3 separate regions of the Sus scrofa genome follow, and all the other regions are linked to region 1. Evidence: chromatin contacts called from public Hi-C data. All regions are on one chromosome and are shown on one strand. Each heading gives the region's core, a stretch centred on a gene start, on an enhancer-like site or on the middle of the called end of the contact. The rest is flanking DNA. Distances are from core to core; before and after follow the strand shown.

What was found. A called contact is a pair of places that touch in the nucleus more often than the background predicts.
Region 2: a contact with region 1 is called in a Hi-C map of embryonic fibroblasts, with 2.8 times the contacts expected there. The contact joins the enhancer-like site here to the promoter of ZNF608 in region 1. A contact is called at or near these places in 3 of 47 Hi-C or Micro-C datasets (embryonic fibroblasts, fibroblasts and heart right ventricle) and 1 of 2 datasets of contacts at active chromatin or transcription factors (skeletal muscle).
Region 3: a contact with region 1 is called in a Hi-C map of liver, with 8 times the contacts expected there. The contact joins the enhancer-like site here to the promoter of ZNF608 in region 1. A contact is called at or near these places in 5 of 47 Hi-C or Micro-C datasets (embryonic fibroblasts, heart right ventricle, liver and 1 more) and 1 of 2 datasets of contacts at active chromatin or transcription factors (skeletal muscle).

Annotation. Positions count from the first base shown.
Region 1 is chr2:128,155,005-128,158,344 of Sscrofa11.1, forward strand. ZNF608 (zinc finger protein 608) reads right to left here and starts at 1,765. Exons shown (of 13, transcript XM_005661601.3): 1 at 1,136-1,765; 2 at 1-87.
Region 2 is chr2:127,786,403-127,789,742 of Sscrofa11.1, forward strand. The region is part of intron 2 of LOC110259460 (a long non-coding RNA gene); the gene reads right to left. Among named protein-coding and RNA genes, the nearest start is that of ZNF608, 370 kb to the right of the region's middle. Within about 2 kb of position 1,684, at least 32 of the 83 cell types and tissues checked have an H3K27ac peak or open chromatin away from gene starts, as enhancers often do. A contact at or near this core is called in skeletal muscle, where this site is marked.
Region 3 is chr2:128,428,420-128,431,759 of Sscrofa11.1, forward strand. The region is part of intron 10 of LOC102158243 (a long non-coding RNA gene); the gene reads right to left. Among named protein-coding and RNA genes, the nearest start is that of ZNF608, 270 kb to the left of the region's middle. Within about 2 kb of position 1,517, at least 24 of the 83 cell types and tissues checked have an H3K27ac peak or open chromatin away from gene starts, as enhancers often do. A contact at or near this core is called in liver, where this site is marked.

The DNA of each region.
Region 1 (3,340 bases), core at 515-3,014:
AAAAATCTTCTAATCTTCCTCTTCTTTTTCCTGCCCCAGGAATGTGTCCAGGGATTTTTACACCCTTCAGTCCAGGTCCACCTTTTCCTGTGAAGGGGGGAAAAGTCGAATATTTCTTGTCTGGGTGTTACCAGAATAAAAAACGATTAATACTGGGGAGTCAGTAAGGGGTACAGGGAAGGATGGAGAGTAAAGTGGTTCATGTATTGTCTCCACAGTCCAATATCAGGTTTAAAGGAAAATAACCAAACCCGAAAAACATACCCATGACAGTAAGCATCTCACAGTAGCTAAAAAAGAAAAACCCTTTATGAACAGCACAAGGATAATCACTTTTTTAAAGGCATCAAAATATCTTAAGGATCTGAGTCAAGTCCAGAAAGGTTTAAAAAAAAAAAAAAAAGAGAGTTTAGGATTTTTTCTTTCTGGCACATACACATGATAACAACCCCAGAAACACAGCCTGAACACTCAGACAAGAGGAAGGAACACGCTTTAAACATCCTTAAACATGTCCTAGATCTTGCAATTTAAAAGACCAGACCCTGGAAGTTCTCTGAGACTAGTTTCAGAATGATGTTACTAAATTCTTCTCATTTCTAATTTTATTACTTCTTTTTACAAATTGTCTGGGCAATCTGTTTTTGTTCCCAGTAAGGAACAGGAAAAAAACAAAAAAAAAAGAAAAAAAAAACAAACAACCAATACGCCCCCCCATACCCATACCCCCTCTCCTATCCTGTCTTTCCCAACAGTTAATACAATTTTATTCTTGAAATATACACACGTCTTTAAGAGCATTTCTCTATTAAAGAAAAGACAGTGTTAAATAAAAGGCTAAATATCTGCCTTTGGAGAGAAAAAAAATTACATCTAAACAATTCTACCGTATTCCTAGGTCACAGACTTGCTCAGTCTGTTAAATATGGTGCTACTGACTGTACGGGAAACTGATTAAGACATACACTTTAAGTGATCTGCGCCAAGGTGGCCTCAATGACCGCAAATGAGTGTGTGTTTGACAAAGATCAGTTAAAACGGTTTTTAAAGGGATCAGCCCCTTTTTAACAGTTGTCAAGAAAAAAAAAATAAATATACATACACACACACACACACACACACAGACATTGCTTACCTTTAATCCTTTATCATTTTTTAATTAGGCCAGCAAATCAAAATGCCTTTCCCACTCCACTCGGCAAACAAGCCTGTGCCTCATTTTACTTAAACACCAAATGATCAAGAAGGAAGGAACCAAATAACACATCTCAGCCAGAATAATCACTCGATAACATTATTCCACCTCCCCATCCCCCTTTTGGCAAACGAATCAGTCCTTTTCTCCTTAAAAAAATGTGTCACTGTACAGCTGGAAGATAATGTTTCACATTCACAACAGAAGCACCAAAAGGGTTTTTTCCTCTTAACAAGCATCGAGAATAATAGTTTTTTAAAAAAAGAGAGCGAGCTTAGAGAAAAAAGTTTTCCCAACTTCTCATTCCGCCTTCAGTTCCAGACTTCAGAGTCACCGTGATCAGTAAGTAATGATCCCATGTAGCAAACCTACAGGCGTCCGCTAGTAACAAGACAGAATGTGCTAACATCGGGATAAATTAGTGAAAGGGAAGAAAGAATAAGAAGAAAGGACTGAAAATCTGGGCTGGATTCCGCCTGTTAGTCGGGAAGTGGCATTTTTCCGCCCGTCCTGACAGATTTGATTTCTTGAACTAACTTAAGAGGAAAGGAGGGGGACGCGGGGGGTGGGGAGGGGGGAGGAGGAAAGGGGGGGGACGAGAAGCCCGGCAAGAGGAGAACAAGAAAGGTGCGAGGGGGAGGGGAGCAGAGTATTCAGGGAGCTGATAAACCAGTTTTAACAGCCTTCGCTCGGGGCGGGGGTCGGCGGGGTGGGGAAAATAACGGCGTTTAAAATTGGTTCAGTCTTCGAAACCTAAAGGATGTGATGTTTTCCTGTTTTATGTTGTTTTAAGAAAAAGGAACCGAGTTCCTAGTATAAGTCCCTGAGGGGGAGAAAAAAAAAAAAAATCTGCTGTCGCTCAAGTCAATCAGTCATGTGGTAATTCGATAATTAGAGGGGAAAAAAAAAAGATTTTTTTAAGGCGACCTTTTTCAGGACAGTTTTTCCCATTTATAGTCGCAGCAAACGGTGCGTCTCCTTTTTATTTATTTTTCTCTCCTCCTCCTCCCTCGCCCACCCCCTCCTGTGTTTAGTCAGATGGCCCCAGAGCTTGGCTTAGTATTTTTAATTAGCTGGCGTTTGGAAGCTAAAAGCAGTAATGAATTGTTGATGGATTGGAAGTGGAGAGTCGCTTTGCTGGAAATGTCGGGGCTGGGAGAGGGGGATGGGCGAGTTAGCAACAACCAACCATCTAAAAGAAGCGATTTTGTTACAGTGCAAGCCTTTCACATCACGTGAGGATCAAGGGCTCAATTGGTTGTCGTGAGAACAAAAATGGTGACAAGCGTATCAAGAAAATACTGATCTGGTCTTTAAAAAAAAAGCTGAAGGTCTCTCCCCTCCCCCTGCACACACTCTCCCCACCGCCGCCTCCCCCCACCCCCGCCCTTGCAGTGGGAGCAGCTACAAGTTATGAATGTGAAACATTTCTCGCAGATCTAGGCTCGGAAGTTCGGAAGGAGTGAAATGTAATGAGCACAAGAGCAAAGCAGATGTTTTAAAGAAACACCTTATAAACCTTTCCTCAACTTATCTCCAATTTGTCGGCTTTCCCAAGGGGCCGGGATGGGGACGACCAGGCGAGCGGGGAGGGCACTTCCAAGCTACTTGGATTTTAGGGACCCCCCCCCCACCAATGTCTTAAACAAAGAAAAACATTTTGCTAGCTCCCTAGGCAGGTCCTGTAATAAACACACCATTGTTACTATTTGTGGGTTTGTTTGGGTTGGGTGGGGCTTTTTTTTTTTTTTCTCCTTAATGGTGTTTTTGCTGCTTGCTTTTTTAAGGAGGTGGAAAACGGTAATTATAACCATTACATGTAATGGGTGACTATTCCCTTGTTTAATATTAAATTATTGGGCACTAGATGTGACAAGAGACAGAAATCGGCTTGCTCTGCCCTTGCCCCCATTTTCCTGGCTCGGTTTGGAAGAGGGTCCTGCCCAGCTAGGATAGGAGAGGGTGGGGTGAGGTGCGCTAGAGAATGGACACTGCAGATCAGGATTTGTAACTGTGTCACTTTTATTCTCCTTGGGTTAGAGCCCAAAAGGTAATTTACTCTAAGTTACCCCAAGTGCCCAGTCAAGCTTAATTTGTGTGAAGAAGTTACAAATGCTTCACCCTCCACTGAATAAAAATTCACCC
Region 2 (3,340 bases), core at 434-2,933, 370 kb before region 1:
GAGTCATGTGCAATCAACAAATTACCTAAAATTATTTCCACCACCAAAGCCAGGAGAAGGGGAGACGTAGCGGAAGCTAATAGTTGAGACCTGAGTTCTAACTCCGCCCTAAACAGCTACACCTCCTTCATCAAGTCAGTGGGTCTCCATCTTCTCATCTCTACAATAAAAGAATGGCTGGAGGCATTCTCTTCCAAGTCAGTGACCTAAGTTTCTGGGAAAACATTACTGCTCACCCATACCAAGTACGAGGGGATCTCCACAACCTCACCATAAATGCGGGAAAAGTGACCCTATTGCTCATTTCATAAACAAAACCGAGGGGGAAATTTCTAGAAACTCTCTTAGACTTAAGAACAGAGATCCCTTACCACCAACCTCTAATTGACCCTACTCTATTTCACAGAGAAAACAGAAGCTGTCAACGAAGGTCTCCCTCAGACTCCCTAAAGAATGTTCTAACCCACATTCAGAAACACCCCCAGATTAGTCTTGCCCAGGAGAGGTCTATAGAATCTGTGATATTATCTAGAAAAGCAGTTCAACTGTTAGAACGTCCCAGAGAGAAAACCGTGTCACCGGAACTAAGTGAAGTGACTGGGAAGCAGCCACAAAAAAAATCATCCCCCTCAGAGAGAAGACATATGAGCCGACAGGATTTAACAAACCTTTGTGTAACCCTAAAATTAACTGACACACAGTTTAAAGCCAAATCAGGGGGGAAAAAAAAAAAGAAATCTTTTTGAGAAAGTCACTTTCCTAGAAACTCAGGCCGGAGAGCAGAGGAAGGATTTTTCTTTCATTTTCTTTCCCAGCCAGATGAGTCATTTCAGAACAACCACTGAGTGCTGAACAATGAGACATTCAAGGACCAAAACCAGAGAGTCATTTTTTTTTTTCACCACAACACCCTCGGGTAGCTGTTCACTGTCTCTGGCAGACAAAATTATTTTCCAGCCGGCTCCTGGAGGACCATCTATAAACAAATTAGAAATTTCAAAGGGTTTGTTTTCTGCCTTCTGGCTGTCAGTAGGGGCCGTTCCCTTTGTGTCCTTCATATGAAAAAGTAATTTAACAAAGAAAAAAAGAGAGAGCACACCTCGGTTCGAAACAGACAAGCATGTACCCTCTCTCCCCCTCCCTTTCATCACACCCCCCTCTGCCCATTGTCATGTTTGGTCAGTTTTCTGTCAAAACAACTTTTATTGTATGCAGCTTTCATCCTGCAGGGCTCTGTGAGCTTGAGAGACAAGTTGTTTTCCTACAGCCATTCCATCAATAAGAAGAAAATGGAAAAAGAGCACTGATTTATGGCTGATTCTCCCTAACAAATAGTGGCAGTGACCACCCACCAAGCTATGTAGGGAGGGGAAGTTAAAAGTGGGCCCCATTGCCACCCAGCTCAGATTCAGACCCAAAACAAGAGATCTCTATAAACATGTTCCAAAAGCTGGTCAAGGAAGGCATGGTACATATTTCAGCAGGAAGAGAGAATGAGTCTGCCTAATGCTAACTCAGAAGAGGAATTAAGCTTCATGTCTGGCCCTTCTAGAAAAACTGCCCCCTCAAAAGATCCCGGTGGATGGGAAGCACCAGGTAGTTAGACATAAGGAACGTAGTATATTTCAAAGGAGAAAGCTGGCAAAATTGGTGCCCAGTGTACCAGTAAGGAAACTTAGACCTAAAGGGAAAGGAAGGTATATCACCAAACAGTGACACAGCAAAATGTCCAGAGGAGAGGACAGGGTCACAGCTCCTTGTTTTATGTGGCCCAGAGACAGCATTTGGGGAATAAGATGCTTTCCTTGGTTTTGGCTTGAAAAGTCCATTTTCTCATTATTATCTTATTTTTCATTCTTTGGGATTGATTTGGGGCTTGGCTAGCAGTCAAGAGCTGGAGAACATGAGGTTCGCAAATGCAGCTATTTCTAGCAGGCTGATACGCTCTACTAACCATGGTTTAAGTGGCATGCCAAATCTGGACTTTGCTTTCTAGGTTTGCACTCTAAGGTGAACAGGTCTTCAAAGCCTTGCTAGCACAGAGCATTTCATTTAAAGAAATTCTTGGCTCAGGCAAACCAATTTGGAACCGTTGGGTGTATGCCAAGAGAGAGAAAAATACCGGGTGGCTTAATGTGGTTTAGTGCACTTTTTTTAAAAGGTGTATTTTGCATACACTTATTTCCAATTCTTTGTCTGCAGAGTGTCTGGATTCTGCAGGTAGATTTCTAACAGTAATTCCAGGCTTGAGGATCAAGTAAAGAACGAAAATGGCTTGAGAAGTAAAAGCTTCAGAACAGTCAGAGCCCAAGCCCGAGTTTGGAGCATAGCCCTGTGTGGGTGTGTGTGTCTTTGCACACTCGCACGTGTGCCTTTTGCTGGAGGAGGTGCACGTGGTATGCAGGGCGCCAGTGAATGAAGTGGAGATGAAGGACAGAGACGTGATGCCCCAACCTGGCCAAGGCTCAAATACCAACCCTTTAGCCCTGATTAAGCAAAATCCTCACAACAGCATTCAGGTCACGGGCAGCAACACCGGCTGGCTCACTGCCAACTCACAATATGTTCACTCGCCCTCAGTATGTATGTACCTTCCACACATATCCCCAAATGCAGGCTTGGAAGCCAGTTAAGTAATAAACACTGTTCTAGATTCACTGACTTTTTAAAACATTCACAAGAAACATATTCCTAGTCTGTTTCCCAAGAGCGAGATGAAGCCATTCCTTTCTGCCCACGTTAAAGAAAAGCATCATCTTGGTAGTACAGAAAAGGAGTCAGATTTCAAGGAGAGCATTCATAGTATTTGGGCCAAGATGACTGACCTGGGTTCAAATGACTAATAGAGAACAGATGAATATTCCTTCCCTTCCCCCAACTGCATAAAAGCATACAGTATTGTGCTGAAGACAGGATTTAATAAGCCTAAACACATGTAATATAAGGAAGATGAAATGCAAACCACAGAAGGTGTCTAGGCAGTGTATTCAATGCCATACAGCAGTTTTACAAATTGTTCATTTCCTTTACCAGATGAGCCTTTTAAAAATTTCTGTCTGTGTAGCTTAGTACCTAATGGCAAACCCACCTGAATCGCTTGCATTCCATGAAGCCCTTGCCAGGACCTTGGCCAGGCACAGTGCCTGCAGGGTTAATGTCGGCCTTGAGCAGCCCTCTGCCCTGAGTAGGGTTATTAAACGGGAATATTTGACTCATAAATTGTTCTCCCCATGTTAAGTAGATTGCAATAACTCAGCTGTCCAGGATCTGTTTATCAATGCTCTGTGGCTTTCAGCAGCAAATATTTTATAACCACTAAGTAGATGTTCAGACCACTCAT
Region 3 (3,340 bases), core at 267-2,766, 270 kb after region 1:
AAAATCAAAATTAATGCAAAAAAATCCATGATGAACAAAGCATCACAATTTTAAATAAAATACAGTCAGTATTATTGATTGGTACTTTTGCCCCAGGCCCCAAAATTGTGGGGTATAGTGTCATTACTGAGCCCAGGACTCTTTTTTCCCCCTGTTGTCAGTCCATTAAAAGAGTTCTTAATGATGTGGTGGCAGGGACAGCAGTAAGAAAGCCCGAAAACACTGATATTTGAGTATATAAAATCCTCTTCCTTTTAGTTATCTTTGTGGCTTCTATTCTTCATAATTCTGCTTGAGGAACAAAACCTGGATGGAGTTTTTGCTTGAAATATGTGTCTGCTTTCCTCATTCTCTTTGTCCTATAAAATTTAAGAAATTAAATACGCTTTCTTAGGAGCTTTTCTGCCTTCCTGCTGTTGTATAACAGATAATAACTTTTTACCTCCTTCTCCTTGGTAATTAAAAAAAAAATGGCCTGCCCCTCGAAAAGACAGTGATCTTTTCATGGTTTCCTTACCAATCTGATAAAAACCAAAACAAACCCCCACCCCCACCCCAAACCAACCAGACTATTAACAGCATTTTAATACCGGGCACCAGTAACGCAGATATATTAGAGACAGCACTGACGTTACACTATCTGTTCAAAACTCAAACCAATTGACATCAAACTAGAAAAGTGGTTTGTAACCTGAAAATAGCTCATTGTTTCTTTGCTGATCATGAACCATCTAAGAGTATTCAAAGTATTTGGGGCTGGGCCAGAGTAAGACCAATGAGGCCAGAAACACTGTGGCCAAGGAAAAGACAATCAATAGGAAATGACATTTGCCGTCCTGTGACTTTGACCCCAGGGGCCAGGCTTGAGGTCATGTGGAGGTGGGCTGGGGGAAGGGAGCCCAAAGAGAACATCTCAGCTGGGAGCCAGGTTCCTGGTGTGACCTTACAAGTCTCAAGGGTCCCTGATGCCTGTCTGACAGACAGCTGGGTGAAAAGAGGCTCCTCCTACCTCACAGTTGTCATAACAGCCTTTTTATTCTAGCATCGTCAGGACTGCTTTTAAGAGCAGTTTGATAGATGGCATTTTCTGCAGTGTGAGTAGTGGGAGGAGGGGGAGGAGAATCTATTTGCTGCACAGGCAGTTTTTGTGATTTGAACACCACTCTCCCACCCCCTTCAAACTCAGCCCTGTACGACAGAGCACACACACTGGCTTGTTACCACTCGCCTTGTGGCCTCTGGGATTCCTTTCTCTTTAGCTGTGTTTCTCAATCCTTTGCATCTCTCCGAGGCAGAAGTAGCAAAAGCAGCAGGAAATGGCAAAGGAATACAAGCCTGTGCTGTTTCTGGAACACACTGAGCTTGTGTCTACACTCTGGAGGTAGAAATTCTGCCTTAAGAAAAATATTCCACTGCAGAGCTCTTTGTCTACTTTCCAAAGCACACAGAAATGGATCAACTTAAAACGTAGGCACCCCAAAGCCTGACATGTAGATGACCCTGACTAAAATGACTATTTACAGAGCAAGGACATCGAGGGCTCCTCGTGATGTAAAGGATGTTTCTGCCACCTCCCCCACTAGGGCAGAGACAACACATGATAAGGTCCAGGACTGTTAGATAAAAATTTCTGCTTGGGGTAACTCCCCTCCTTTTCCTCCCATTCATCAAATCAGTTCAAAGCTTAAGTAAAAGAAACCAAGATTTTTATGAATATACACCTGATTTGGTCAATATTGAAAAATAAATTAGGCGTGCCATTCAGTATTTCTACTATTTGGAGAAATACATTTCTTTTGGCACACATCATCTTTCATCCACACCTTTCAGAGTGCTGAGAGACTTTGTTTTGGGAACCTGCTCCAGTATCTTCCCCTATAATGTATGCATTCTTATCCTTAGGTAATAACAGGACATGTGATGTCTCTATTGGGGCACCATTTTGAGAGGGCCTTGGAAAGCAAGGTATAGACAATTGTTGCGAACACATTTCTACCCTTTCTGTAAGGTCTTGCAGAAGTAGAAACATCTGCCTAATGAAGGGGAATGGATGGATGGTACATGTTTTGCTCCAGTTGCTGAGCATGGATGAAGATTTGGGAAGGGGGGCTATTTGAAATACTCTTACCTGACAGATAGAAACAACTGATTTTATTCCAGGTATTCAAGGTAGATTTTCTAAGATGCACAGCACAAAGAGCAATGTCAAATTCTCCCTATGAAAATCTGTGTGACCCCTTGTAAACAGCGTGCAAAGGAGTTCCAAGAAAATCACAGGAAATTCACTGAGCATTAGTAGCCTCATCATGTGATCATCATCTGCTCCCTATTTTTCTTTTTTTTTTTCAGTAAGAGATTGATATTGGTAGTAACATGCTTGCTAGAGCAATAGGTTGGAAAGGAAATTGTTTCCTTTCCTATATTTTAAGAATGTTCCTTTTTGGCAGACATAATCTCTTAAAAATGATCTTGCTTTCAGATAGCTACAAATATATCATTGAGTGCTTTTTGTATGAATGCTGGGCTGATAGATTTAGATACAAGGGAGGGATTGCAGGTTTTTCACTACCATAAATCCCATGTCACATCACCAGCATGATGGAAGCATTTTGATAGATAACATAAACTCATTAATCACTACTCTCTTAAACTAAGTACAGAGAAAGAATTTTAAAGGTTCCACATTCCAACATTTGTGAATGCCTCCTCTTTTAAAAATGCCACCCTTTATTAGTTCATGCTGTTTAAGATAGCATGAGTTAACTCCATGAAAAGAGACTGTGTATCAGGGGAAGAAAGGACTGGAAAGGGGAGGGGGGGGAAGGGAAAGGAGGCAAGAAGATTAAATTCCGTCTTAAATCCAAACACGGGCGAGATTGCATGCTAGCATTAATGTCTTTGTCCTCTTTCCAGAGAATGTTGGCAGCCTTCCAGTTTATTAAAACAACAATCCAGTGCTGATCTTCTCTCTGTATACACAATTCAAGGATGGATCATTTACTCAAACAGAGCTGTTCACTGAGGTATAAAAGCAAAAAAAATGCATTTTAAGAGAGGTTGTTTATGACTGTTGCGTAAAGCACTATGCTGCTGTGTTTCATATAAGTAATCCGGATCATTATTAAGTGAAAAGAGAAAGCCACGTTGTTATTCTTGAAGCAGTAAGCACAAGGTGCGTCCAGACATTTAACGATGTTGCTGAAGCTTGTGAAATTGTGCTAAATGCAGGTGTGTGTTCCTCTTACAAAATATTCTTACCTGCCAAACAGATGCATCCTGGAATTAGTATTCTTTTATAAATCCGCCCCCCTCCTTGCCTAGTAACAATGCATCACAGGAT